Regions from separate parts of the Mus musculus genome. Here all the other regions are linked to region 2. The links are chromatin contacts, called in public promoter capture Hi-C maps. All regions are on one chromosome and are shown on one strand. The core of a region is the stretch at or near the end of the contact, and the rest is flanking DNA. Distances in the headings are between cores, read along the strand shown.

What was found. Promoter capture Hi-C pulls out the DNA fragments that hold promoters and counts their contacts.
Region 1: a promoter capture Hi-C map of liver shows a contact between it and region 2, with 7 times the contacts expected there. The contact joins the promoter of Sem1 here to the promoter of Bet1 in region 2. A contact is called at or near these places in 2 of 39 promoter capture datasets (liver and pre-B cells), 1 of 484 Hi-C or Micro-C datasets (CD4 T cells), 1 of 115 datasets of contacts at active chromatin or transcription factors (thymic regulatory T cells) and 1 of 9 other capture datasets (liver).
Region 3: a promoter capture Hi-C map of pre-B cells shows a contact between it and region 2, with 3 times the contacts expected there. The contact joins the promoter of Sdhaf3 here to the promoter of Bet1 in region 2. A contact is called at or near these places in 1 of 39 promoter capture datasets (pre-B cells), 1 of 115 datasets of contacts at active chromatin or transcription factors (astrocytes) and 2 of 9 other capture datasets (adipose tissue and liver).

What each region holds. Positions count from the first base shown.
Region 1 is chr6:6,577,067-6,579,957 of GRCm38.p6, reverse strand. Sem1 (SEM1, 26S proteasome complex subunit) reads left to right here and starts at 1,300. Exons shown (of 3, transcript NM_009169.2): 1 at 1,300-1,479. The coding sequence starts at 1,404.
Region 2 is chr6:4,085,399-4,088,373 of GRCm38.p6, reverse strand. It overlaps Bet1 (Bet1 golgi vesicular membrane trafficking protein), which reads left to right and starts at 1,444. Exons shown (of 4, transcript NM_009748.3): 1 at 1,444-1,597. The coding sequence starts at 1,579.
Region 3 is chr6:6,954,557-6,957,411 of GRCm38.p6, reverse strand. It overlaps Sdhaf3 (succinate dehydrogenase complex assembly factor 3), which reads right to left and starts at 1,394. Exons shown (of 2, transcript NM_001077713.1): 1 at 1,212-1,394. The coding sequence starts at 1,385.

The DNA.
Region 1 (2,891 bases), core at 51-2,550, 2.5 Mb before region 2:
GCGATGCACCCAAATAGCAAGCACACATTTATTCTCTGCTCTTGACTGTGGATGTGAGAGCGGCTTCAAGTTTCTTCCTTGACATTCCTGCAGTGATGGAGTACAACTTAGAATTATAAGCCAAATGAGCTTTTCTCCCCTGAGCTGCTTTTTTGCCGGGGTATTTTATCATAGCAATGGAAATGGAATTAGGAAAGAGTGTTTGTATAAAATAAAGTATTTTTTACAAAATATGTTCCACTTTCTACTTTCTGATATATCTTTTTAAAAAAACATACAATATTCATATTTATATCCATAAATTGTTCAAACATTTTTCCCATGTTTTTTTAAAAATTCTCTGGCACGGGGTAGTGAGCCATTGGGGATATATTTCTAGCCCTCTGTTTACTTTTAATTTAGGGACACAGTTTCACTAAGTTGTCCAGCCTGATTTTACACTCATTGTATCCAAGGATGCCTTCTGCCCCAACTTCCTCAGTAGTAGGGCTTATAGACCTTCTTCAATTTTTATATATCAAATAGAGTTATTCTTGCACCTGTAACTATGTGTGTTATATGTATAGCCTTAAGTGTGGTGCTGAAAATAAATAAATTATACTAAAGAGAAATTAAGTACCTCATATAAGAGCCCTTTAGATGCAATAGAACACAGATTTATTAGCCTGGCAAATACGTGTTACTGTGTGGTTAGACACTAACTTTTCTCCTATCTTTCATTGTCTTGTTCTTTTCCATGGGTCACAATTAAAACAAAGAAAGCAAAACCAAATCATATCTTTTGAACAACAGTACAACGTTACATCATTTTTTTTTTTTTTTACTTGTTTATTTTTTACATCAACCTGTCAACTAGTTAGAACAGAAACCCTACGGAACACAATTGTAAGGTCAAGGAGCACAGCACAAAGGAAAGGTTGGAGGACAGTCAGAATTGTCTAGCATATGAGTGCCTCTGGCTGCCTTTGGTCCCGGGTTCCCTGTGATGTGGAGATATTTAACAGCATGCTCAAGGCTAGGTTTGAGTAGTGGAATAATGTAATAAGCTCTTAACTTATGTTACTTTATCTTTCCAGATTTCTGTTAGTGATTGTAAGCTAAATAATGGCCTTTAGTAATTTAATACACTGTAAATCTTTCACACGTAGGCAACTATATGAATAATAAAACGAACGAACACACTATAAAACAAAACAGTTCACTGTTTCAAGACGGGAGGACCTACTACAACCGCAGGACGCTCTGGGAGGACCTTCGCTGTCCCAGCATTCCTCGCGCTGCCCCGCAGCTCTTTCCCTCTCGTCTCTATGGTTGCGCCGGCGTTGTCAGGATCGGCGCCTCCGGAGTACTGAGGCTTCCGACTTTGCGGCCGGTCCGAGCAGCTTGGGTCTTGGCGCGGCGCGATGTCCGAAAAGAAGCAGCCGGTCGACTTGGGTCTCTTGGAAGAGGACGACGAGTTCGAGGAGTTTCCCGCGGAAGGTAACCGCCAGGCCGCGCGCTGGGCCTGGGGCCTCCGGTGGGGCGGCGCCGGGCCTGCTCTCTGCGGGAATGAGCTGGGCCCAGCAGCGCGGATCCGGGCGCGGCCTCCGGGGGCCCCGGCCTCGGCCTCCGCGTCCCGGTAGCCGTCGCTTCATGGCGCGGCCCAGTGTTTTGCGCCTCGTCGCTGGGAGGAACCAGGTGAAGCTGGGCCCACGGTGCTGCGAGCTTGTGGCCCTTTAACTTCAACCCGGGACTCTCCGCATCTGCACAGTCTCTTGTTTTGCTTCGGTTTCCAAGCCTCCCCTTGGTAGTAAACTTCAGAGTCCCACTGTTGCCCAGGGCAGCCAGTGCTGTGTACCTCTCGGATAGCGCGAATGAGCCCCGAGAAGTGGGATGATAGAGTCGTTCGTGTGTGTTGTATTCATTACAGATTTTGCCTCAATTTCTGCTTCTCTCCATTTACGGTCACGTGAATTAACCCAAGCTTTATAAAAGTCTTAACCATCTGCCTTCGAAACTAACTTCAATGCTAGGGATGCTTTAGTTTTCTCATTGTAGGTAATAACATAGCTAATGTTGGAAGAGCCTGCTATGATCTTGGGAACGTGAGTGCTTCGCTTCTATTGGCACAATCCATTTCCACAAATATAGGAAGTAGGTATTAATGTACTTACTATTATTCACGTAAGGAAACAGAAGTTTGGAACAATGGAGAAACAGGCCCAGTGTCAACACTGTCCGGAAATGGTGAAACTGAGACGCCTTAATTTACACCAAAGTCCTTAACTTCAGCAGTTATCTTCTGTTTGCTAGGCCTCTTTTTGCCATATTAGTTTTTCAAATTGATTACTTTATTGGCTAATTGTTTTGAGTAGATTTCCCAAATATTTTACCTTGTTTCTAAAAAGTGAGTTAGACTGTGTCTCCATGAAGACCATAGGAAGAGAATTGTGGTTAGTCATGTGCACATACGTGGCATCAAGCAATTATCACTTGACAAAAATTGTACTTAGTTACCCCACCATGATCTCAATGCGCATAAAATCACATCACAGGAACGTTTAGTCTAAGTATAATGTAGTGTTTTAGTTTTAGTGAAAGAGAACATTAGTGTGTATATTATGCAACCTCATAAACCAATTCAGAAGATATATTTCCTCTGAGTTAGGAGTCTATAATATATGATGGGATAGTTTACCTTTTGTTTTGGTAATAAATTTATTTGTTCAGTCTGATGTTTTGTTTTCAGGTTCATTAATAATCCTGTAACAGAGCTTTGTGGTAGAATTGGCTAAGTGAGGGCAGGTTAGATTTCTTATTCCAACTACTTGTTTCAGATGGTCCTTATCCCTTATTACATACAAGCTGCACGGTTAAGACACTTGCTTTGCATTGTAGAGTCAAGCATCTAA
Region 2 (2,975 bases), core at 195-2,694:
CTACCTATATCTTTCTGTCACATCAATCTCATTCATATATTCCCATTTCTTTCCTCTTCTTCTATGAATTATGACCTTGAATAATCAAAAAATGTTTCCTAAGACAAATGCAAGTTTATGGTTATGCAGCCAATGTAGTGACCCTGTGCCCTTGCTCAAACCCCCACACTTGTTTGGTGTGCCTCATTGTTCTGAAACTCTTAATAATTTTTGTCTTTGATCTTGTATCATGCAAATGAAGTCTAATGGCATAATATAACATGCTCATGTGCAAATGATATATTTGTAATAAGTGTTTTTATTGTTCTTCATTAATATGCTCTGGATTCTGATAGCCCTCTGACTCATCAAATTTTGCAAGATATTAAAAGCTACAAGGTGAAGATGGCATGTTTATGCTCGAGTATGAACACTTATAGTTCCCATAGTCACATGTTGTACTTGAATAAGAACTTGTGATAAAATCATCAAGGATCTTTGTTATATCCCCATACTCATCTCACATTCTGTATTAGTTGAATTGAAAATTATCACATAGCAATAGAAGCAAAGAAGGCGGAACTTAGACTCTTTCTTTCAGCCATCAAACCACAGTAAGCTGAGGGCAGAGTGTTAGTGCAATGTGTTTCTATTATGAAGTATAATGTGTGTAGTGAGGTGGTTCAGCAGCTAAGGGTACTTGCTGCATATGTAGCAGAGGATGGCTACATGCTCCATGGAAACAAGTATGAGGTATTTGTGTGTACGTTTTAAAAGCTCTAAGTAGGGTGGAGTGTTTAAAAGCTAAATATCACAGTTCTTTCCAGACTTAGATCAAATGCGTTAGGAAGCTGAGACTCCCCACTTCCCTACCCGGAAGTTCTACTGCAAGGATACATACATACATACATACATACACACACACACACACACACACACACACACACACACACACACATATATATATATATATATATATGTGTATATATATATATATTTTTTTTTAACTATTCCACTGGGCAGGATCAGGAAGGAAGAGGATTGATTTTCCTTTCCTGCTAAGAGGCTCAGACAGTAAGATGAGACTCTGTTTGAACAAAGTTTGCACTGACTTTCTCACCTCTGACTTTGGGTGAGCGGGAGTGCAAGGGAAAATCATGAAAGAGTCAACCATCATCCCGGCTAGGGAGGGGTAACTCTCCCAGGTTAAAGTTGGCACTAACATCAAAAAGTGCCATACTAAAAGTTCTGGATTAAGTAATGACCCAGAATAACAGGACTAGAGCCCCAGCAGCTGTCGCTGCCCTTCCGGAAGCCCCGCCCATTCCAGGCATTGTTCCTACCACGCCCCTCTTACCCAGTGCCCCAGAAGACGGAAAACTACATTTCCCAGAATGCAACTAGTAATCGCATTTCAGGACGCCTATATGTGTCCGAGTGACGACATAAACCGGCGCGGTGTTTAGACTTTACTGATGTCGTGGCGCTCTGAGGCAAAAAGTTGTTGCTCTTAGGAGCCCTGGGACTGAAGCCGAGGTCGGGTGACCCTGGCCCTTTCCTACTCACTCCTCCTTGCCCGCCTTTCCCTCTCCTGGCAGGATGAGGCGTGCAGGCCTGGGTAAGAACAGTGCTGAGGTTCGAAGTTTGGGGACCCTAGGACCTGCTGAGTCGGGAGCAGGGTTGTGGGAGGAGACTACCGGCCCTCTGTCAATGACTTTGGTGTTCAAAAGCGAGTTATTTGGGTTCTTTGGAGAAGGTTCTCTTCCTGTGTCCTAGTTCCGAACGGTTTCCTGAAGTTGTATTTAGACAAAAGTTTAAACCTATATGCTAGGTTGCACAGAGCGGTGAATTGGTTAGCATAAGTTTTTCTTTTTCTATGTGCTAGTTTGGGGAGTAACCCAATTTCCCAAGCCTTGCTGTTTCCTTTGCTTTACTCATTCTGGATCTTAACTTTTTTTTTTTTTTTTTAAGAAATGACATTTGGGGAGTAGTAAGCTTTAAGCCCACTAATAATGATGCGTTAGTTTGATAACCGTGAGTTACAAAGGTGAATTTACGTGTCCTTATTGTTAAAGTGCCTGTTATGAAAGGTCTGGGTCAAAGGCGAGTTACTTGGAACACTTCTGACCTAGACCTTGTCCCACTGCTAAGGCAGTAGATGTTGGTTTTGATGACTTAAATGGGTCAGGGGAAGGAATAGCTTAGTAATAACTGAAGTTCTTTCTCTATTAGCCATGTCTTAAAGAAGGAAGGGCAGAATGCTTGAAAAAAATGTGTGAAATATTAAAAAGGATGTTGCTGTTCTGGCAGACATTGGAATAGTAAAAAAAAAAATAGTTTTTAAAAATTTGAGGTGTTAAAGCCAGTGAATGGACAAACACTTAAAGTTAGGTATGAAAACTAAAGCCTCTTTTGCAACTCATAATTCACGGCTTGTTATGGGTTTTGATTATGTAAGAAGGAACACAATATTCATGACAGTGCAGAGACATGGTAGTAGTTTCAATAAGGTTGGTTATAGGAATAGAATGTGTGGACTTTAAAACCACTGAAAAATAAGGGCCTTGAATGGTGTCAGTAATATAGATTGACAGGGTTGTCAATAAGTAGTTGCATGTGAAGAAGTTGTAAATTTAGTTTTATGAATCCTTTCAGTCATTGAAAGAAATTAGTTCATCTCAAATAACCTAAAGAACTATTTTCAAACATGATTAGTCATATATGCCTACATTTTTCCAACACTAATAACAGCAGACATTTATTGTGACGCACCATGTGCTTCCCAAAGCTTTCAGGGTTACTGTGGAGCAGAAGATAAATTGCTGCGGAAGCAGATGACAAAGTACGATCCAAGGTGGTAACTTCATCCCAGTACAGGTTAAGTTCATCGGATAGTAAATGCAGTGGGGGCTTAATAATCCATGGCTCACGGTGGGCTTCCTGGAGCCGGAGAACCTGAAGGATGCTGGTGACTGTGAGGGTTGGGAGAAGTAAGT
Region 3 (2,855 bases), core at 145-2,644, 2.9 Mb before region 2:
TCTGATTTCAATACCAACTACATATTTAAAGAAAGTGTTTTGCATTTAAAAATATTAAACCTCCCCAGCTCCTGGCAACCAAATTATATCTAATAAACCAAGACTTTTAAGAAAGTTATACATTTCATTATTATAAAGTTCTCTCTTCAATAATTCTACAATCAAGAATTATAGAATTCAATGAAAATGCTTTTCCCTAGCCTAATCTTTATGTTGTTTTAAAGGTAAATATCACTTCAGCCACTATCAGCATGAAAAATCTTTTTTACTTTACCAGAGCAGTTTCTTTAAAATACCTAGATGCACTCTAGAAATGCCCAACTCCTTTCACCTCCTGATATTTTCAAGATGGGAGGAGATCCTGCAAGACTCTTCAGCATCATGCAATACTCTTTCTCCCCCTTCATTCTTAAGAGAAAAAAAAAAAAAAAAAAGGTATTAGGGTCGTGGAGATGGCTCACTGAGAAAGGTGTCTGCTGCCAAGCTGTGCAGCCCGCGGTTTGATCCCCAGGAGCCATGTGGTGGAAGGAGAGACCATTCCCTTGGGTTAGCCTCTGACCTCCAGCACACACACACACACACACACACACCCGTATACACACAAATAAATAAATATGTACCTAAAATAAATAATAAGAAAGAAAAGAGAAAAGTCAAACACTGAATCCAAACGCGTGCCCCCGCCAGCATTACCCCTTTAACAAATTGCAATCCTTAGGTCTTTTCTAGGTTATATAATTTATCTGTCAAGTGGAAAGCTTACTAAGGCCCTACAATTACAAATTAACAAATGATCGAAATGATCTAATTCTGGCAGCTAAGTAATGACATCATGTTAATTACACGGCTGTCACCTAAACAGCCTAAAGGCAACGCAAAGGACAAACGCCGACGAACTTTTGGAGCACTAAACAGTCAGGAGTGCAGTAACGTCTGAGACACGCCACCCTTCTCTCTCCAGCACCTGGCACCCTCAGCACTCTCAGAAAGTTCTTCTGAATGCGGGGGAAACTGCTCAAGCACAGAGCCTGTGCGGGAAGCTGGGGGATTCGCGACGGAGCTTGAAAGAAGTGCTGTTTGACCACTTTAGTCTGTCTATTCCAGACGCCCTGTTTGGCCGTGCACGGACCCTGGGAAGCAGCTAGGAAGGTGGGGTCTGAACTGAAAACCCAAGGTCCGGGACGAGGGGGCGGGGAGGGGGCGTCACTTGCCTCCCATTCCTTCAAGAATCGCTGGGCCTCGCCAGGACCAACAGTCTTATGTCTCCTAAATTCGTCCTTCACGTACTGGTCACCCAGGGCTTTGAGGTCCGGGGGCAGAGCCCGATGTAGCAGCAAGATTCGCCTATATAAAGCCCGGACTCTCGAGACATGCTTCCCCGGCATCGCGCCGCGCCTGCGCAGAAGGTGGGCGTAGCTCCGCCCCCGCTAGGAAGTCGCCTATGGGTGAACCCCAAAGCGGGCGGAAGAGAGCGCGCGACCTTCATCCGGTTTGGTCCGTCATAGAATCTTGTCCTTCCGGAAACCCGGATTTGGGGCGGGCGGACAGAAACGCTCTGCCAAAGGCGCGGCTGTTGAGGAGTAGTTGTAATTTCTTGAGTTTCCTAGAGAGGTGCTGCTGTGTAAGACAAAAAGTCTTGTGTGAGCGACTTGTTACCTTCAGAGTTAACTCATCTTCTCCATTTGCTAGTTTCTTCTTATTAAATATTTGAGAAAGACTTCATCGAACTGAAGTCTTCTCCAGAAAGCCTTGCGTGGTTAATCCAAAGTGTTATGGCTTCTGAAATAGTGTGGCATTCGCCGGTCCCTCGCAACAGCCCTCGTCCTTTGCAGTGCTGTACTTGGAGTTTATGCAGTAGGCATAGCTTCTTCCAGGTAGTTATCACAAGTGAGCCCTGAAGGGCAGACTTTGTTGGTCTAGGTCAAGTGCACTATGAAAGAATCTTGGGAGTTATTTTATGTGTATTTTTTTTCCAAGACCAAGATTCTGAGAATTTTTATTAAACAATGTGAGATGAAAATGTGAGACCCTGACTTAGAGCGTTTCTCCCTGGAAGATAAAGCCCCTGGATGTTTCCCAAGCTTGTTTTCCCTGATCTTTAAAAAATACAGCTAGAAAGAAGCTCTTTGTTCTCTATAGCCAGCAAAAAGCCTTTTTGTTTCTATACTGTACAACCAGAGATGCCTGCCTTCCTGTGCCAAGGACACAGAGATAAAAATTCAGAAAGAACTCACTCCCCACTCCTGCCTTGTAAATTTCACCAAGGACACCCGGAAGAGAAGAACTCTTCCCAAGTCCTCCCAACTCTCCTCCCAACTCCTCCCAAGTCTCCTCCCAACTCCTCCTAACTCCTCAGCTAGCTGTTAAAAGCTCCCTACTGTCACCGGGTCGAACTCCCCTGCCCTGCACCAGCAAAGGGACTTCATCCTCAGCTAGCTGATAATAAAACCTCTTGCAGTTTGCATCAGGTATGGTTTTCTCTCAGGACGTTGGGGTGTTGGCCAGCTCACCTGGGGACTTGCAGAGGCCCAGCATCGGGGGTCTTACAAAAACAAGAAATCTAGATGTTCACAAGTCCAAACTTGTGTAGAGGTGGGGAAAAAAAAAGTAACTATTTCAAAAGCTGATAGCTTCTTGTCCTTATTCTTTCGTTCCAATTAAATTTTAATCCTTCAGCAAATCCTAATAGCTCCACCACCAAAATCATGCAGGAATCAAACATTATTTCCATCACACCCTGTACCATAATTATCTCTTTCTACTGGATAGCTACCGTATCTGTGTTCTTGCCTCTGGCCATGTTGAACTTCAGTTATGATCTACCCAGGCTGTAATTAGATAACATCGTTCCTCTG